Regions from separate parts of the Lactuca sativa genome. Here region 1 is linked to region 2. The links are chromatin contacts, called in public Hi-C maps. All regions are on one chromosome and are shown on one strand. The core of a region is the stretch at or near the end of the contact, and the rest is flanking DNA. Distances in the headings are between cores, read along the strand shown. Region 1 holds the start of LOC111898840 (universal stress protein PHOS34). Region 2 holds the start of LOC111898837 (AT-hook motif nuclear-localized protein 17).

Evidence for each region. A called contact is a pair of places that touch in the nucleus more often than the background predicts.
Region 1: a contact with region 2 is called in a Hi-C map of leaf, with 8 times the contacts expected there. The contact joins the promoter of LOC111898840 here to the promoter of LOC111898837 in region 2. A contact is called at or near these places in 2 of 4 Hi-C or Micro-C datasets (both in leaf).

What each region holds. Positions count from the first base shown.
Region 1 is chr6:187,316,754-187,322,380 of Lsat_Salinas_v11, forward strand. It overlaps LOC111898840 (universal stress protein PHOS34), which reads left to right and starts at 2,093. Exons shown (of 4, transcript XM_023894716.3): 1 at 2,093-2,440; 2 at 2,705-2,808; 3 at 3,309-3,427; 4 at 3,603-3,914. The coding sequence starts at 2,254. The coding sequence ends at 3,681. It overlaps LOC111898838, which reads right to left and starts at 5,398. Exons shown (of 1, transcript XM_023894715.2): 1 at 4,017-5,398. The coding sequence starts at 5,398. The coding sequence ends at 4,133.
Region 2 is chr6:187,187,780-187,193,402 of Lsat_Salinas_v11, forward strand. LOC111898837 (AT-hook motif nuclear-localized protein 17) reads left to right here and starts at 2,803. Exons shown (of 2, transcript XM_023894714.3): 1 at 2,803-3,434; 2 at 3,503-4,036. The coding sequence starts at 2,960. The coding sequence ends at 3,879.

The DNA of each region.
Region 1 (5,627 bases), core at 843-3,342, 130 kb after region 2:
TCTTGACCAAAAGTCAAAAGTCAATGGAAGTCAACTGCCTAGCGCGTACGCTGGGTGTACTCTTCCTTACGCGGGGCATACTATGCGGTCAACAACCAATCGGGGACGGAACTGGCTACACGGGGCGTAGCTAGGAGTACACCCGGCGTACTCCGTCTGATTCAACTTTTACCAACTTTTGTGTCTTAATCCACTAATACTTCTAACCCAACCTCATATCTGACCATCATAGGGTGTCTTAATCCATAAAGTCGTCGACTTTAAGACTTTGCATGGCTAGGAAGGACCCAATACAACAAACTTTAGCTTCCATCACACTCTATGTTACTTTACTCATGAATGGGCCATAGGGAATGATCAAGCAACCATTTTTATGAATTTACAAGTCCTAAAATACATGAAAGGATAACTAATATTCTCTGTAGTTCTCCAAACTCATAAAGGTCCAAACTTGGGGACAAGAAGCTCATAAAACTCATCCATGGAGATCAACAAGGGGACTTATCAAGGTACAAACTGTATACCTGAAAAATATGCACAATGAGGAAAAGTTTTGGATCTATAAGCTTGGAAGCAACAACTCATTCTTCTCTAGCCTCTTTCTTCAACAATATGCACCAAAATCACTTAATAAGCTCCCAAAACTCACACAAACAACTTAGACTCGAAATTAGGATTTGAGGAGGGAATGATGGATGATAAGGATAGTCCAAAGGGGATATAAGGTTGTTTAAATAGGGAGCAACCCTTAAAATAAGGGTTTAGTGACTAGGCTAGTATGCCCGGTGTACCACATGTACGCCTAGCGTACTAGCATGGACTCCCCAATCTGGACTTCTCACGAGTACGCTGCACATACTCCCTTCTTACGTCCAATGTACGACTGAATTGTGGATATACCTGATAATCAGATGTTACAATTTAAGTGGTTCACATTATCTTGTCATAGGCTACATCCACTGTCGAACCAGAGAGAGAGAAAAATTTTATTCTACACATGTTTTTCTGCTACAATGTTACAAATACGACAGTTCATAAGTATATAAACGACAAGATTTGTCCTAAACATGTAAAAGGCCAAGCCCAACTGAAAAACACAAAAAAGCCCTAGAAAAGAAATTGGCCCGCCCAAACAACTTTTCAATCTTTAAAATTCCAAATCTAATGATAAGTCTCGATATCTAACGTTAACATGTTGCCCACATCCACAATCTAAGGGTCTGTTTGATAGTTGTAGTCTAGGAAAGTAGTATATGAGAAAGTTTACTGACTAAAAAAAATCATGTTGTTTGACTGTACATCTGACACTGTATTAAATGTTGAAAAATGACCATATTATCATATTGTTATATATTATGATGGATGAAGTTGTTGAACAGTTATAAAACATATAAATTGTCATATAAAATCAAAATTACATAATAATCATTAAAAAAATTCAAATACGAATTGTCATACCAAATCAAAATTATACAAAATGTCTGTTAAAATCAGAATTTTAGATTGAAACTTTATATATGAAATGGTCTTCCTAAATTTTATGCTCCAAAATGAAAAAGAAAGAAAATAAGATGAAACAGATAAAGGTTCACGTTTGGTACTTTTCAATAAGGAGAAACAAATCAGAAAAATAATAATAATAATAATAATAATAATAAGAGATGAGATGGTTACCTGTGGGGCGGTGTGGGGCGGAGCTGGTGGCTATAGCGGCACTCCGATGGGGGTGGTTGGCTGACGACGAAGTAGGAAGCTTGGTGAGGAGGCGATGATGTCTGATGAAGAGTGTCGAAAAAAAGAAAAAAGGAAAGATGTGAGGTTTTAAAAACAATTGTCTTTCCGACCTATTCAATTAGAAATATATTATTTTGAGGCTTATGGGAAATACATGTCTGGAAAAACATTTTTTATGCAAATTACCCTTAAATAGTTTTCTATCCCATTAAGCTATATATAGACATGTTTTAACGTGAAAAAAAATTGTCTATTAACCAAACAAAGTAGACACGAATTTTTCCTTGGTGCACAATGATTGATTGGGTGACGTTTGGTTTTTTAGATGAAACCATGAAATGAGTTTGACTGGCTGACTAATAAGTTACTGAGAGAAAAGTTGTAAAACAGAATCATCCCGACAGTTTATTCATGATCCCACTCACTCACGTCATCCGCCATTAATCACCGACCTTGCTCGAATATCTGTAGCTCTACTCTTGAGGGTAGCACGTGGAAGTGATAGAGTGAGTGAAAACCATGCCTGAGAACCTAGGATGTGTGCTGGTGGCCGTCGATGGCAGCGAAGAGAGCATGAACGCTTTAAATTGGGCAATCGATAACGTCAAGCTTCGTCCCGAGGGATCTATAGTAATTATTCATGTTCAATCACCGCCATCAATCGCCGTCGGTCTCAATCCCGGTGCTATCCCCTTCGGTGGCCCTAGTTAAGTGTCTAAACTGCTAGATCGAGATTTTACTCTGCACGGCTGAGTTTTGTTACGCAGATGCCGTCTTAATTCCTTTTTTTTTTATTATCTGCTTGCTTGATTTTACTGTAGACGATGAAGCTTTACTGCCGGTGCTATCCTTACTTTCATTTTTGTTAATTTTTTTGCTTGCTTGATTTTACTCTACACGATTGATCTTTTTGTAAGATCGAGATCTTTTATAATCGATGTTAGAAATTAACAGTGATTTTAAAATTCAGGTAGTGTGGAGGTGCCGGCGTTTACTGAAGCTATTGAGGCGCACCAGCGGCGGATTACCGATGCTATCATAAATCATGCTATGAAGATTTGCACCGATAAGAATGTTAGATTTCTCAGTCTTAGTCGTATTTTTTTTTGGGTGTGTGTGCGTATGCTTGGGAATTATCTACAAACATTAAGATTCTTTACAAGTGATTCACTTTGGCATGTTTCTGAACAAGGAGTAATAACTTTCTTCTAAGTTCTTCATTATTGATATCTGAAACTGCTGTTCTTTCAAGATCTTCATTAACTGCATATCTAATCTATTAGTTTAGGCGCTAGATGTTATTATAGGTTAATGTTATGCTAATTTGCAGGATGCTAAGTAGCCAATTTGCTCACATATGATATGATTGATATCTTAACTGTGTAGTAAGTAAGCTTCTGTTAGGTAGCTAATTTTTCTTACATCAGTGATGAGAAAAGTTCCCAAATTAGGGAGAGAGTGAGAGATGATTTGTTTTTGTGGTGCACATAAACTACTTGTTCTTTATGGAGTATGGGGTATAAATTATAATTCTAATATACTTATACATATCTATATTTGATATTATCTACCAGATGGAAGTGAAGACACATATAGTGATTGGGGATCCTAAGGAAAAAATATGTGAAGCCGTTGAGGAGTTGCATGTTGATTTGCTTGTAATGGGATGCCGCTCTTTTGGTCCTATCAAGAGGTAACGTTATTTATATTCATACCTTCAGCCATGTTCATATAAGCTTTTGAGTTAGTTTTTTCCCCATTACAACAAAGTATTAGTGACATTGACAAGGTTCCTTGATCTTGAGGGGCACTTTGGGCATTTCATTAAATGTAGCTCATCATATTCATTCCTGTATATGTATATGCAGGATGTTTTTGGGAAGTGTAAGCAACTACTGCTCCAACCATGTGTCATGCCCTGTAATGATAGTTAAAGGCACTACTTGAAATGTCTGCTTTTGTTCAGCTTCATTGAAGGATCCTGGTCAACACAAGTCAATGCTCTTCTAATAATCTTCCATTTTTGGCAAAAGCTATAGTATCGGGTGCCAAAATTTGGTGAGTACACTGTTCTTTGTTATATGTTTTATCTATTGTACATTATTGTTTAAGCTATGATTCTCGAGTTGTACAAATCTGTATTTTATATTTTTATATAAACAAACAAACATTTTATGTAATCCGGTGTTAAAAATAATTAACAGAATATCATCAAACCAAACCACAAACTAGTTTTCTCTTCTAACTACTATATTAATTACACATCCATAACCAAACAAAAAACTCCCAAGTTATCATCACATTGAACACTTCACATTGAACACTGCTTGAAGATTTATATAACAAAAACCATAATTTCAAATCAAAACAAATCTCACCATCTTCCTTCACTTTTAAATCATCCCCACCATTGATGAACTGCAACACCTACATCTTTCAACAAACCATACAAAGCCAAACACTTCCAATATGGTCTCTTACACTTCTTACATTTCACACAATTATACTTACATTCCAAAAACAACTCATCTACCAACTCTATTGCTTTATTATTCACCAATTGTTCAACAACATCCGCCTCTGCTTTCATCACTACATACTCATCGTTCCTCACATTTTCCCTCAACCAATCTGTTATCTCAATCTCCACCAACTCGCCCATGGCCTCATCATCGGTATTAGTATCAGTATCAGTAATTTCAGGTACTGTTGTTTCGATTTGATAGATCTCAAAGTTCATGTTCCTTGTAGGGTAGTTTTTCGTGAACCATCCTCCATCTCCATTAATATCTATGAACACTCTTCGTGGGTAGTCTTCAAGAGAATCATGCATCAAGTCCGGGAGATAACGTGTCTTCTTTGAGTACATGTTGGATTTCCCTGACACCGTTCGTGGAGGTTCTAGAAGGACGTTTTCAAGATTCTTTAGAGCTTCTGCTTTCTTTTGAGCGAACATGAGTCGTCTGTGTGGAATTGTATTGCTAGCACCATTCTTATCGTGAATCAGTCTAATTTTCTTCATGGCTATGATCGCGACAGGAAATTGTCTATGGTAAATAATTTCGTAGTTTGAGGGCTTCTGAAATGATTCAGAAGCCTTTGCCTTGTGGTTGTCCATTTTAAAGACAACCATAATGCCATCAACTTTAAGAAACTTATCTATCAATTCTTCTTCGCCTTCATGCATGAACGCAAAGTCGTATTTATTTTCAATGCTTGATTGTTTTATCTCTAGATCCGAGTATGACATCATATCCGTCTTGTTACCATGAACAATATGCGAAGAATCGCAATCTACCAACTTTTCATTAGTATCATTATTGTTAACAATTAAACCTCTATCTTGCATTCGTACCAACCCTTCACTTGTCAAATTTTGAATGGTCAATTCGAATATCTCAAGCTCACTTGAATTATCATTTCCAAATTCAATATCATCTCCTTGATTATGAAGAATGAAGTTTTTCCTAACCCTAGATCCAAGCCATGGAATGGAAACTACAAATAACACAAATAGAAAAGCCTTAACTCGACGTTTCTGGAGATTAATATGTAAAAAGTCATGATATGTTATTTGTAAACCATGATGAAACCGATTCATTGCCATACAAGCTGTGAAAAGTTTTTCTTTATGATACTGTAAATTCTGGATCCAACACTGCATGGGGTATAAAGTTACTATGAAACATTGACCACAATTGTATTATCCTTTGCACCTCCATCTTCTATGTCGTTTCCCCCCGATCGACGTTGAAACCATCGATCTTATAAGCATGGAGGATAGAGGAAAGAGAGAGCAAAGAATCTTACAAAATCTTGTTTGTGATTTTCAGGCGAAATAAAGTTTCATTTTTTTTTCGTGTTTGTGATGTTTGTGCACAAAATGAAATAGA
Region 2 (5,623 bases), core at 1,553-4,052:
TTTTTTGTTACTTGTCACACTCTCATTCAATTTGTCACATGTCATTTTGTCGTTATTTTGAATTATTATTTTTTTTCCACATGTCATTTTATGAGTTTTTCTATTTTATTAAATTTCCCATAATATTTTAATATAATAAATGTATATATATATATATATATATATATATATATATATATATATATATATATATCCTCCAATTTGATATGTATTAAAAGATCCTATGATGAATCTTCTCTAATAAATAAAGGGGTTTTTTTTTGTCACTTGTCACACTCTCATTCAATTTGCCACATGTCATTTTGTCATTATTTTTAATTATTATTTTTTTCCACATGTCATATTATGATTTTTTCTATTTTATTAAATATTTTAATATAATAATTGTAACAAATATAGTAATATATATATATATATATATATATATATATATATATATATATATATATATATATATATATATATTTCATTAATAAACTTACCTTAAAATTTCAAAATTTCCAAAATTAAAACTCATTAATTTCTTTTATTTACATATATTTGTGGAAACGGGATAAAAGATGTAATTTAACTTATAAAAATGATTTTTAACTCAAGTAAATATATTTCTAATGTTTTTGTTATATAATATATAAATTTTAACCAATTAAATTTACGATGGTTAGTGCCACGCATACAAAATGTGACACTGGTACACCTAACACCTAGAAGTTTCAATCTATAATTTCTACCAAATTTGACAAACCAATTCTTCTTTTGACTTTTCTTTGGTTGGCGAAAACAAATAAATGCGTAGTTTGTTTTTGGAGTTTTCTGTATATTAATTCAAAGATTTTAGCAAGTGATGTCCAGTTTATTTGGGTTGATGCACCGGGTTTTATATCTACGTACGACATAAGGTTGAGAGTTCTATTCCCTTAAACTACCTTTTATAGTGTCACATAGGATAAAATTTTCTTTGAAAATCTCTGTGGGAGTTGGGTTTGCCCCGTAAATATATTCGAACCCGGGGCGCTTGTTGAAATATTGTGAATGACATTCCACTTAAATTGTTTGCGGTTTCCAAAAAAAATCAAAGATTTTAAATCATGAAATATTTTGTATTTCTTTTTATACATCAACAATATATTTTGAAATAAATTCTTATTCTAAGAATATTTTGTTTTTCTTAAATAATGGATATGTTTTATGTTTTATGTTTATGTATTTTATAATATTGCCTTTTAACATTCTATTTCATAGAATAGCTAAAAAGAATTAGCTTTTAGCTAAAAAGCTAATTGAATTTAAAACCTAACTGAAGTAATCGTATTTGGTAAAATTTATGTTATATGTCAAATATAAAATAACATAAAAACAATCTTTAATATAATCAAAATTAACCTATATCACGCTAAAAATAAAATACAAAAACTCTAAAAATAATATAACAAAAACTGATCTACACTTTAAATAATTATTTGTATATTGTAAAATTTTGTTTTATTAACATTTTACACACAAATTTAATCATACTTGGAGGTTGCTTGGAGGTCTTTTAATGAAACTATGTGTATGTCATCTCTGAATCGGTTAAATTTAATGAATTTTGTTCAGCCTTAAATCAAAAACCTTAGAAGTATCTCTAAACGATTAAACAATCATATAAATTTCTAATCATTAATAAGTTGAAACATTTTAATTAACATTCAACACAATTCACCTAGCAACCCCTAGAAAGTATTTTTGTTGCCATGATAGTCATTATAATGATAATATTATATGTTATTAGAATGTTTTAAATAAAATTAAAAACTAACTTATAAATATAGATTTGAAAAACTTTTGAAAAAATATTATAAACATATCAATAAGTTATCTCAGTCAATTTTTTTAAAAGAACAAAAAACTAGCTTAACTAACATATATATATATATATATATATATATATATATATATATATATATATATATATATATATATGATGCGACATCGGCTCCGACTATCTGGAGGATGTGCTTCTACGCCGGAGACAGATATGCGAAGTCACAACAGACAAGACCGTTAGAGCCGCCTCAGGGACTGTGCCCCGGGAGCGGGCTCCAACGATCAATTTAAATCATCTGGTAGATCTGAGATGGTTATCTTTAGCTAGAGAGGACCATCTTGGTGCTGGTGGTGTATGGTGGCTGACGGCGAAGGGTGAGAGCTGAGCCACCCGGCCGGAGTCTATGACGGCGGATAAGCCGCCGGAGAAGGATCCCCCTTAATGGAGGAGATAGTGTTCATTATACAGGGGCAATTAGGTCAAAGGGAGTGTCAAGTCGGGCCAGCAGGAGAGCCCCCAGCAGGGTTGACAAATGAGCGTCAGGTCGGGCCAGCAGGAGACTCCCAGTAAGGCAGGCAAAGGAGCGTCAGGCTGGGCCAGCAAGAGAGTCTCCAGCAAGGCTGGCAAGGGAGCGTCAGGCGAGGCTGGTGCACCAGAGCTGGCTAGGCTATGCTAATGGACAATATATATATATATATATATATATATATATATATATATATATATATATATATATATATATATATATATATATATATATATATATATATATATATATATATATATATCAAAACTTTAATACCAAATAAATTAAATTTAAGAAAAAATGCATCTATTTTTATTACTTAAATGATTATTATCTAACTAGAATGAAACACATTCATTACTACTTGAAAAAAATAAATAAATAAAATAAAATAAAATAAACTCATATTGTTGCTCATATAAAAGAAAACCGCGATAATTTTTTTTATAAAAAATAAAATAAAAATAGAGCGATTTCTTTCTTTTGTGAAGATAACTCCAAAACCCCATCATCAAAATCTTTATGTTTCCTCCCTTATCTATAACTCCAAAATCTTCTTGAAAAACAAGCCAATTTTTCAAGAACAAGGATCTTTTAGAATTTTGCGATTAAGATCAAAACACACCATGTTTTCCGACCTCCGCCATCAACCACCACCACCGCCTCACTTCGCCGTCACCCACCACCTCGTCTCTACCTCCGAGGAAGCTGACAGCAAGAAAGAATCCAACACCACCAATGATGATGCATCCATTGAGGTGGTCCGGCGCCCTAGAGGTCGTCCACCCGGGTCCAAAAACAAACCAAGACCACCTGTTTTCGTTACTCGAGAACCCGACACCGCTATGTCGCCATACGTATTGGAGGTTTCCGATGGATCGGATATCGTTGCGGCCATCACAGGATTATGCAATCATCGGACAACCGGTCTTTGCGTGTTATCCGGTTCGGGAACCGTTTCCAACGTCTCATTCCAACAACCCGCCTCCACCACCACCGCCATAACCTTTCACGGCCGTTTCGATTTGCTATCGATCTCCGCCACCATACTTCCGTCACCTGTCACTACCAGCAGCTTCGGAGGGAGCGAAGGAATAACAGGTTCGATCACCCCTAAAATTTTGGAAAACAATTGTTTTACATTCTAATTTGTAGTTGATTATTCGTAGACTTTCTGTCTCGGCTTCCCGCTACTAGATTTGCCGTATCATTAGCCGGTCCACAAGGGCAGACGATTGGTGGAAACGTCAGTGGACCGCTTATAGCCGCCGGAACAGTTTACATAATAGCAGCGTCGTTCAACAGCCCACTCTACCACCGGTTGCCGATGGAAGAAGACGATCATGTTCGAAGTTCTGGCGGTGGGTCTGCTTCTGCAGCAAGAGAGCAATCTCCAGGTTCGGGTGGAGGAGATAGTGGAAGGCATCATGCGGCGGAACGGTCATCGGCGGCGGATTCATTATCGATGTATGGCTGCCACCTGCCATCTGACGGCATTTGGACACCTACACCACGGCAAGCCTCGCGCCACTCCCCACTTTTTTAAAGAATTTGCCTCGATCTCTGGCCGGAGGTCGTTAGGGGGTCTTCGTGACCATTAATTCCTTCATGTTTACTCTTTAGGTTCCCACCCCCCTAAATGTAGAAAATATATATTTCTACTTTTGTTGATAATTTGATTAATATTACTTTTTTTTTACTAATAGGTGTTTTTAGAAGAGGCATTATATATACTTGGTAACAAGAATCTAATTTGTCATTTAAGCTAAGTGCAACCAAAATATCCCCGGAAATATACTGGAATCGGAACCAATTAGGAACCGAATATATAATTTGATTCGAATATATAATTCGATTAGGTTTTTGATTCCTTCAAAACCATTAATTAGTTCTTGTTTTTTCGATTTTGGACCACCCAACTAGGAGTGACCAAATGGACCCTACCAACTAGGAGTTGTAACCAAACCATAAAACAAAACCGATGAGTAATTTGTTTCCATTTTCGGTTTCTCCATATCTATCAAATTTGATTCGCGTTTGTTTTTTTTTTTTTTTTTTTTTTTTTTTTTTTTTTTTTTTTTCGGTTTGGTCTGCTTTCGTAATTGAGTTCACCATAGTCTAAGGGGTTTTTGTTTTAAGAAAACTCACTTTTGACCATTTTTGGTTGTGTCGCGCAACACACGCGTAACACTTTGTCTTTAGCAGTTTGTTTTTTAAAACACTTCTGACTTAAACACTATTGTGTGTGTGTGTTGCATTGAGCGTCACTGAAACCATCTTCTTCAAACCACTTCCCACATTATTCTAATTCAATATTATTCAACATAGATTTAAAAAAAAAAAAAATTCAACATGTTTATTATTTTAATAATATTATAAAAGATGTTATAAACAATTTGAGTATATTTTATATAATTTCAAACTATTTGGTAAATTTTTTATAAATATTCTTTTGTGTTACATTGTCTATAACAAAATATTAATAAATTATAAAGTTAATCATTAAAATTATCAAATTTAATAAACCTAATCGGAAAAATAACCACCGTCTTATCAAAATGAACATGTTGTTCACTAAATTAACAATATTACTTATTTTTATTTAGCAAATATTATGTTTAAGTATTTTATATAAACATCTATAAAATCATGTCATCAATCTTTATATTTGATTTGCATATGATTAAATAAAATAAAATTTTGATTTAGAATTATTGTATGGTTAATTTCAGTTTATTGCAGCAGCATGTATATGTTAAAAAACAAACAGGCAGTAACCATTTGGTCCACCTTTTCTGTTGCAGAGGGATGCAGATATGGTTCACAGACTTTAGACACTACAACAAAAATGACTTACGACCACACTTTTTAAGGCCTACAAAATGTGACCGTATCCTACGACCATACTTATTTTTTTCGTCAAAAGGATCGTATATCGTGACACCATAGGTGTCATAAGACCACATTGAAATTCATCATCTAAGTGTAGTCATAATCTACCTTTCAGTCACATATAATGTGAGACGAGTTGGTGTTAACCATGGTCACTTTATATTTGACGTGATTATTGTTTATACTTTAGTAACATTTATTTATATTAAATCGTGATGTATGATATCATTTAGTCACAAAAACAAAACTTTTAAAGAAAATAATGCGACCATTAGTTTGGTATTAGTGGCATAATTGTGAAAATCATCGCTAATTATTACTTATAGCAACACTTGTTTTCAAAATGTTGTGGGCATTTTGTAACACCCAAAATCAGGAAGGCCAAGAAAGGAAAGGAA